Linked DNA regions of Triticum aestivum: region 2 is linked to region 1. A link is a contact called in public HiCAR-type data. All regions are on one chromosome and are shown on one strand. Each heading gives the region's core, a stretch centred on a gene start, on an enhancer-like site or on the middle of the called end of the contact. The rest is flanking DNA. Distances are from core to core; before and after follow the strand shown. Region 1 holds the start of LOC123104084 (serine/threonine-protein kinase D6PK). Region 2 holds the start of LOC123104086 (putative F-box/kelch-repeat protein At3g22730).

Region 1 (4,798 bases), core at 1,587-4,086:
AGTACGCTGCATTGTTCCTCTGCAGCGCATCTAAGCCAGGATTTGCACCCCTGATCACGGTTGGGCTCACTGAACAACGAAGAGAGAGGTCAAAATCAGTCAGCATGATGTGCCCATCCTCCCGAACTAGGACATTTTCTGGCTTGAGATCACGGTATATAATCCCGAGCATATGCAGGTACTCCAATGCAAGGAGCACCTCTGCTACATAGAACCTGAAACATCAAGAGAGAAAGAAAAAAAAATAAGTTAAATCCTTCGTCAGCATTCAGCACAGCTTTCATAGGCAAATGAAAATCCAACAATGATCCACTTAGCAACGTGCAACTATCAGCATGGGACACATTAGTTTCTACAACATACTGCACCTTTCTGATTCTATTGTGCACAATAAACATGCTATATATTACGACGTAAAAAAGACTTAAGTATTTCATATGCAACCTGACTATGGCAACATGAAGCTATCAGGCCCAAAAATAATGAAGTGATGTTGAAGCAGACGAGACACATGATAAAATACCTAACAAAGAATGTTATAAACAAATCATTCATGTGAAATAATTAGCAAGAGAAAGTGCATACTTTGCTGCTTGCTCTGAAAAATGTTTTCCAGGCTGCCTTTGTCGAAGAGTGTGCAAGTCCCCTCCAGGGCAGAACTCCATAACCAGACACGAAAACTTGTCCGTCTCAAAATGAGTATATAGGGTCGGCAGAAATGGATGATCCAGGGACTGCAGTATCTCCCGCTCGGTCTGTGCCCGGAGCAGCTTCTTCCGACTAGCCAGAGATGTTTTATCCATCACCTTCATTGCAAAGTGACTCTTGGTACCACTCAATTCAGAGAGATACACACTTCCGATATCACCAGAACCCAGCTTCTTAAGCAACCTAAATTGGTTCAGACCAAGAACGCCCTCCCTGGATTTGACCACTTGGATGGCCTCCCACCTCGAATCATTCCCTTTGTGGGGCTTTGTGGTGGCACTGCTCATACTGCTGCAGGAGCTCTCATCACTCAAATCACTGCTTGCACTAACACGGCACATGCTGCTCTTGCCACTCTCGGTGAAATCTCGGCCACTTGTCTTAGCACTACCACTGGTCTTACCCAGACTATTTGTCCCATCACTCACTTTAGCTGAAATAAAGCTATCACTGATACTACTCTTTTGCGACGACTTCTTTTCTTGATTCTCGTTGGAATCGGAGTTCTTAGTCTCTTTTGACTCATCAGATTCTGCCTCTGGGGCTAGTGGCACATCCAGGCCCCCAGAGTCTGAGGAGAGATCTGGAGCATCCTTGTCCAGCACAGGAGCTGGAGATTCTTGCTGCTGGTCCGGCTCCCCGGAAACCTCCTCAGCAGCAGATCGCTGCCTGTCATCTTCACCCATTTCCTTTGGCTTTGCCGCTTGCTCCGGCATACTTTGGGAGGCAGGCTTGGAAGACATGAACTGAGCAAGCGGTTGACCGGAATCACAACAAACGCCCAGTCTAGGCGCCCGGTCAGTGCTCAGTACAAGGCTGACCGAGCAATTCCCAACCTCCTAACCTGCAAATCAATTCGCCCAGACAGCGTATCAGCATACCAATAAAATAACTAGGGTTTGTTCGTATCAATTCACCAGAAGAGAACAAGGATCAGAAATATTCCAAGAAATCCAAACCACCAGGTAAAATCGACAGAAACAACAACCTAAAACGGACACGCCGAGCAGAAAAGAAAGAAATCCCTACACAGAAAGAGAAAGGGGGGAATCATTTTGAGAACCACCCATGAGACCAAGAAGTCACCTGCAGACTCACACACAAGCTACTGCAACTAAGCGCTGGGCAGATCCATCCACCCGGCCGCCCCTGCCACTCCGCCGCATCCCAAAAGAGGAGAAGAGAGGAGGTGAAGGGAGGAGAGAGGTCCTGGCTAGAAAGAAGAAATCACAAGCCCCCCACTCCACCCCACCCCCAGGAAACCCCGAGCCAGCAGCATCTCCCACAAAAATAGGGCGGAGTGGGCCAGAACCGCGGGATTAATAACAAAAGGGAATCTTTAAGATATCCCCAAAGCGGCGAGGTGAAGGGGATGGAAAGGGGGAGGAAGGAAGGAGAGAGCATTGCAACCTGGCACAGCTGCGAGCTCGTCACAAGGCGCACACATCCCACCTTTCCCCTCCCTTCCCCCAAAGGGAGAAGCAGGCATGATGGAGCGCGCCATGGATCATATGAGCCACAGCGCGGCAAGCACACATGCGGTGTCGCGCATACGTAGAGACAGACTAGCATGGCATCCACATCAGGGCATGGGGGGCACTCACTCCAGCGCCCCCATTGAATGCAAGCTAGCAGGCAAGCAACGGAAAGAAGAGAGAGAAAATGGTTTTTTAATGAATAAAAGGGGCGGGATTGGATCTGGAGAGTGATGGGCGGCGGCGGTAAAGCCGCACAAGCAGCAGATCAAGAAGGAGCACCCGCATATCCATCCCCACCTCCACCTGAGGAAAATGACGCCGCCCCTAAATCCCTAGGCGGCCGTCCAGTCAAGAAACCAAGCTGCCGGGCCGTGGCCGGGCGGGGGAGGCGGCATACCTTACCTTAGGAGGAGGGCGGGGTGGCCGTGGCGGCGGGTCGAGGGAGCGGAGACGCGGCGGCGGCGGGATATTCGTCGTCTCCGCGCGGAAGGCGGGCCATGTGCGGGCGGGGCTGGCAATGGCGGAGGGAAGTGGAGGGAGGTGGGGGCGGGTGGAGTGGCGAGAGTACTAATTGGTGTGGGGATTCATCCGGGCAAGGGGAGGAGAGCTGCTGGCGCTGGGTCAGTGGCTGGCCCAGCCTGCAAAGAGACAAGCGCTTGTGGGGGAGAAGGGGAGGGGATGGAGGGACGGGTCAAAGATGATGGTGGTGGTGGTGAAAAGCTGGGCTCTTGGGGCGCATAAACTAGTCTACAGAGCGGTTGATGATGATGGTGGTGAGTAAATTAAACATGGGTTAGGGTTAGGGTGGGTAGCCAGCCGAGGGTACGGCGTGCAGGGCGTGGTCTCCCTCCTCTCGCTCCCTCTTTTTCCCACGGACCGAGACTCCCGTGCCCAACGTCCACTTTCCTCCTCCTTCCCCTGCTTGCGGGCGCTTCCTGTTGCAGAGATCTGGATGGCGATGGTGGTGCTGGAGGCCCATCCTGGCCGTCCGTTCTTCTCATCTAGCATGTGTGCATGCTGTAAAGGAATTTGTGTGTGCATGCTGTAAAGGAATTTGTTTTGGAATTCAAAGGCATTGATCTAAAAGTTTGTGTTATAGAGTCAAGCTCGTTCGATCAATTTGATACGGTCTATCCATTCCGGGAGAGGGTTTAGGGCGCGTAAGTGTGGCGCACGCAGATTCTGTGCCGTTGATTTGCGCCAAGATTCGCGTTTGGGGATGTATAGACAGGTTTTTGTTTTCACTTTTATCTATAATATATGTTCGCATATCATGACGATATACCTGTTCATGTGGGGTCGTGTAGATAGGGAAATGACAAACACTTGAAGATAAGGAAAAATGGTTCACCGGACCCTAGTTATGGTACTCTTGCTGCTTCTTCTTTGTTCTTCTCTCATGTGCATCAAAATAGAATATCCACCTTCGAACATCATTTGAGTACATACGCAAAAAGAAAAGAGATCATCTTGTGTCCTTGGAGATTGAAGCCATCAAGATAAGAAGCACCACAACAGTATATTTGGTGCAAACAGGTACATATTCGACTGCAAACTTGATTTTCTTGTTTAGTCCTTGGAGCGATCTTGTTTGTTCAAGAACGAGCTTTTAATGTGTGCTATAGCTGGAACATTCTGATATTTGATATTTGTATTTATTGCGTCAGTGTTCGCGTTGGTCATTTGTTATCTTTGAAATATTGAGTACTTTTAATTTGAAATTGTATGAGCTAGAATCTTATGATGCGTCTGTAAACAATGGGAGCACATGTATGTGTATAAAATATATTTTCACAAATTTTTAGAGAAAAGTCATACGCCCGACTTTATGAATAAAGCCACCAGACAGAGTCAACGAGACCACACAAAAGTTTCACCAACATAAGGGACACAGTACGAAAGAGTAAACGGTGGCACGCAGGCTAGATAACAGTGGAATCTATTTTCACAAATTTTTAGAGAAAAGTCATACGCCCGACTTTATGAATAAAGCCACCAGACAGAGTCAACGAGACCACACAAAAGTTTCACCAACATAAGGGACACGGTACGAAAGAGTAAACGGTGGCACGCAGGCTAGATAACAGTGGAATCTATTTTCACAAGTTACAGACGCTGAAGGTAAATTATATGAACTTTAAAATCCATATTTCTTCCTGTGAAACTTGAACATTGCGTAAATTTAATTGAGTCGTAGATCATTACTGTATATCATTCTCGGTAAAAATAGTTGTGTTGAGTGGCCGAGAATAATTTTATATTGGAAGGTCAAAACTTTTGAAAGGACAATCTTTGCAAGTCGTTAATAAAACTAACCCTAAAACCCTAAACCCCTAAACCCTAATAATCTACAAGGCACAAATAGTAATGGCATCGCAACTAATCACAAATTATAAAAGAAAACTTACACCCTAATAGTGAACAATAAACCTAATAATCTACAACATATAATTATTATTGTCAATGAAACTATTGCTTGTTATGCCTAGATAGGGGTTTCCTTGAAGGGGATGTTGTAGACACTTATGAAAAAATAAAAACTATATTTAGGCACCCCATGAATGAGAAAGTTGAATCTACATCTCTTTTGCTCTCCTACCAAAATGAATCTA
Region 2 (4,798 bases), core at 700-3,199, 290 kb before region 1:
GCGTCCAGACGTCCATCCTCCCGGAGACCTCGGCGTTGTAGCGGCGCCACCGGGGGGCGCTGCTGCTGAAAGGGGCGGTCACCAGGCACGTCTTCTTCCCCACCTCCGTCACGTAGTAGGACAGCGCGGGAGCGCCGCAGGGCCGCTCGTCCGTCGCCCCGCCGCACGCTCTCAGCGGCGGAGGCCTCAACGTCACAAAGGTCTCTTCCTTCAGATCAAACGCCATGACCGCCACGCCGCAGCACGCCCCTTCCTCCTCCGCGAGCCAGTACATGGCGCCGTCCACGTTGACGACGCCGAGGTTCACCAGGCAGCTCTCCCTCGGCGCCCTGACGTCCCGCCACCCGTCCCCGCCGAGGGTGTGCACCTGGACGGCGTCGAAGCGGAACGGCTGTCCCGACGGCCGGCCGTGCCGGGGCTCGCGGAGGAAGTAGACGAGCTTGTACTCCCCCGTCGCCGGGTGGAACCCGAAGCTGTAGAGATAGTACAGGTCGCGGAGCGATCTCCCGTCGGGCTTCGAGAGGTGCAGCCGCTGGCCGGTCGCGGGGTTGACGATCTTCAGCGTGTACTTCCTGTAGAAGCAGAGCAGGCCATTGCAGGACGCGAAGAGGTGGTCGTCCGGGTCCATGGACGCCGCCGCCCACGTTGACACGGACCATTTCTCATCGAAGAGCTTCATGCGGCCAGGCATGGCGGTCTTGAGGCTCGCCGAGGCCTCCAGCCTGGGCAGGAAGAGGAGGAGGTGCTCCGGTGCACGGTTGGCATGGTCCATGATGAAGCAGGGGTCGCTGATCACGCCGCGCCATTGGTGGCACGTCCCGCGGAGCCTCTGCAGAGTGCTCACCGGAAGCCGGAGAAGTATCTCGTGCAGGACGTCTGGTGTGAGGCGGCTGATGCTTGCCAACTGATTTTCGGTTGCCTGCTCGTGCTCTGCGTCGTTTATGTCACTGGCCATTTCCAAGCACCTTTTCCCCTAAGAAAGTTGTGCCTGACAAGTCCTGTAATATGCCATAAAATTGGAAGCTTAGGAACATACATATGGTGCGTTGCTTTCAGAAATGGAGGTGCTAGTATATCTATAATCTATCAAGATCGATTCAGTTCTAGGATCATGCGATCATTTGGAACTTTTGACAGAAACAGCCATTTTTCTATGGGAACGGCTTATCTGACCCAAAGTTAATATAAAGTTGAGTCGTTTATTCTCGCACGGAGGGAGTATTCATATTCTGCCAAACAAGTAGTAGAAGTATTTGGTTATGCTGACTAAGTTTTCAGTGTATTTGTTTGTGTTCAACATAATATGTGCTTCTAGAACAAAATTCCTTCCAAGAGAACCGGCTTTGCTTTGGTCGTGCCCTCGGAAAAGAAGGCACTCTGCTATTATCAGTCACTAGTCTAGCATCTACTAGCTCTGATTTTCAACTTGAATTGGTCAGAATAGCCCTGCACTGCAAGGCTGCAAATGAAACGAGTGCATGGCTAACTTTTTCTAGTAGCTGCAGCAGCAACAAAGGACCATGAACTGGAACAGCAGCACGCCTTCAGGGCGCATCCAACAAAGCCACTAACACGCGTGCGTATGGATACGAACCCATCACTCACACGTTCTACAAGGTTCTAGACCAAGTTCATTCCAGATTCCAGTTCATCGATCCTCGACTTGAAAACTACCTAGCTGACATGGCGGCCGAATCCGACACTAGGCAAAAGATTGCAGGAATCTGAAGAAAACTTACAGCGGAATCTTCTCTCCAACTCCCGGCGGGATCTATCTTCCCCAGGCGAAGAAGACGAAGAAGAAGCCGCCCGCGGCCACAGGCTTAAGCCCACCGTTATCCTCGGAGAGTGCTACTACTTATCGGCCTCCTCTCTGGCAGTAACTAGCCTTCGTGGACCCAAGCATCGCACTCCACCAAGTCTCCAGGAGTCCAGCGTTACCGTTATCTCTCTCTGATTGCGTGACGGCTTCTTCAACCGCCCGTAGAATCCAAAAACAGAAAAATATCAAGGGCATAGGCCCAGCAAGCAGCGAAGGCCCGAGTATTCAAACGGTGGACAGTATACCGTACTCGTACAATAGCATGGCTCCCTACAAAAGTACAAGCGTCCACACTCTGTGCGAGCGATAATCTATTCATCAGGAGATCTGAAAAATCTTTCGAAACTTTCAATAAGCATATACGTCGTGGGGGCAACATGCACACTTGCAGTATTTGATGCTGAATATCTATTTTCTAGCAAATGGTTCGGCATTATTCGGGTTGGTGTAGCTTAAATGGTACTCCTACTAATGATGACGTTAATCAAAGCGAGTAATAATATCAATGACTAATTTTCATTTGGGACTAACTCGTGGCTATTTCCGCACAACCATATGATCAAGTTTCAACCCTGAATGGGTTATTTGCTGAAGATATTGGCGCTGCTGTGAGCGGCATGGTCCTCCGAGGTCAGTCGGGCTACTTGCTGAATTGCAGTGACCCCCTCGAGGCTCAACTTCTAGTGATTAAGGAAGGTTGATGCTTGATCTTCAATGGAGTCAGCTCCCAATGGCCATTGAAACATATTGCCTTCAAGCTGTGAATATGCAGAAGAGAAGAAACTTGGACAGATCTCGTTACTGCGTTATTGTTCGTGATATTAGTTTGCTCATGGAACAATGAAAACCTTGTATTACTCATATCCGTCGTGGGGGCAACATGTACACTTGCAATATTTGATGTTGAATATGTACTTTTTAAGCAAATGGTTCGGCATTATTTGGGTTGGTGCAGCTTAAATGGTACACTGATACCCCCTCGGTAAACTAAAGTAGTGATCTAAAAGATCTTATATTAATTTACAAAGGGGGTACTAATGATGATGTTGACTGATTTTCATTTGGGACTAACTCGCGGCAATTTTCGGACGACTATACGATCAAGTTTCAACACTGAATGGGTCATCTGCTGAAGATATTGTCGCTGCGGGGAGCGGCATGGTCCTCTAAGGTCAGCCGGGCTCCATAGTTTTCCCTGCATGCATGTAATTGCTGAATTGCAGTGACCCCCTCGAGGCTGAATTTCTAGTGATTATGGAAGGTTCGACGCTTGATCTTCAATGGAGTCAGCTCCCAATGGCCATTGGAACATTATTGCCTACAAGTTGTGAATATGCTGAAGAAAAGGAATTTGGCCAGATCTCGTTAATACTTTATTGTTTGTGAGATTAGTTTGCTTATATGGAACAATGAAAATCTTGTATTACTCATATTCTTCGCACTCAGAATGATGTAAGCCATTTTATGGCAAATTATGGTAGAACCTCTGGGTGCACTGTTGTGTGGCTCGGATCTGGCCCTGAAGACGCCATCAGACTTTATTAGAATTATGGTAGTTTTGCTACGAGAGTAATACAAATGTTAAAAAAAGTTTCATCACTTTGTCAGGTGCATCCCAGTATCATGCTCGTACAGTTCTACTCTCCTCTCCCCCGATGTTTCACCATCGCCACCTAGTGACATAGTCATCAGAATTTCGTCTCTTCCTCTATTGGTTCATAGAAATTTCCATTTGTGGCCATTACCATCACGACAAGTCTGCAATCAATATTCAATACCAACTGTGCCCAAGTTTGTTGGAAAACACAATTCCGGGTCCGTTTGCTTCACAGGATTTCTACACATTCCGAAGGAATTGTGAGTTCCACCGTTTCTTTTTCCTTTGCCGCGTTCTTTTCAAAGGAAGCTGCTACAGTTAGATTAGAGGAAATGATCATAACAGTGTTCATTCCATAGGAATAAACACATTTGCCCTGACCACATTTTTGGGCGGAAGCCCGAGGCTGCCCTCCTGACGAGCCGAGTAAAATATACTGCCATAGGGTTGAGGTGTGAGAGAAGAATGACCATATGCGAATAAAAAAAATCGCATAGCTACTGCTGCTGCGTGATTAATACTAGTACGATCTCTAGTGGCCCATCCGATATTCCGAACGCACAGCGATTGTTTCTTTCCTCTGTTTCAATTCCTCCGTATAGCACTTACAAGGAATCCCTGTTCCTACACCTTTTTACTTTCCTATGGTTTATAATCCTTTGAAGCGAACGGGGCCTCCATAATCAACGCGGATGATAACAATGCAAATCGAAGGAATATAACTAACAAAGTCTAGAAATCATAGATTGTACTAGCTAGAATTGTGTAACTAGTCCAGCCATCGTGTAAATTCGTACAATTGGAAGGTAGGATCATGATTCTAACCACCTTGGTGGCGTCGACCCAACTTGTTGGCACCACCTATTGATTGTTGTGCTCGTGGCTAACACCGTTGTTAAGCAACCAATCCATTGATTTCAAGGAGTTTTATTGGTTATCATCGTCGTCGCTAGTCATTTCTGTCCACTTTCTCTTATTCATCCTTAGTGTTTTTTTCTTCTATAATTACTAAATCCATTGAGCCCGATCGGACAAAGTGGGGATGTCGTGCCTTGTAAGACAAAATCCAGCATGTCCTCCATTAAATTGTATTCCCTCTGTTCCTAAATATAAGTCCTTTTAGAGATTTTAGTATATGTAGTCCTTAGGGAAATCTCTAAAAGGACTTATATTTAGAAACACATGGAGTATTAATTCTATCAAAAAACAAGAAAAAAAATCAAAAACATGCCCATATTACAAAAAGATCAAAGCAAAGACAACATGTGTATCATTTCTACACAGATCCTTAGTGTTTCTCTATTGTGTGAAGTAGTTGAATGGTTTTGGTAAGCTGGAGATTACACATCATGCTAGGGTGCAATTTTCAGTGGGAAGTC

What was found. HiCAR-type assays count read pairs that join an accessible place to other places.
Region 2: a HiCAR-type map of leaf shows a contact between it and region 1, with 2.6 times the contacts expected there. The contact joins the promoter of LOC123104086 here to the promoter of LOC123104084 in region 1. A contact is called at or near these places in 2 of 5 Hi-C or Micro-C datasets (both in leaf) and 1 of 1 datasets of contacts at active chromatin or transcription factors (leaf).

What each region holds. Positions count from the first base shown.
Region 1 is chr5A:470,069,892-470,074,689 of IWGSC CS RefSeq v2.1, reverse strand. LOC123104084 (serine/threonine-protein kinase D6PK) reads right to left here and starts at 2,836. Exons shown (of 3, transcript XM_044525806.1): 1 at 2,589-2,836; 2 at 586-1,552; 3 at 1-215. The coding sequence starts at 1,451.
Region 2 is chr5A:470,356,684-470,361,481 of IWGSC CS RefSeq v2.1, reverse strand. It overlaps LOC123104086 (putative F-box/kelch-repeat protein At3g22730), which reads right to left and starts at 1,949. Exons shown (of 2, transcript XM_044525811.1): 1 at 1,740-1,949; 2 at 1-998. The coding sequence starts at 955.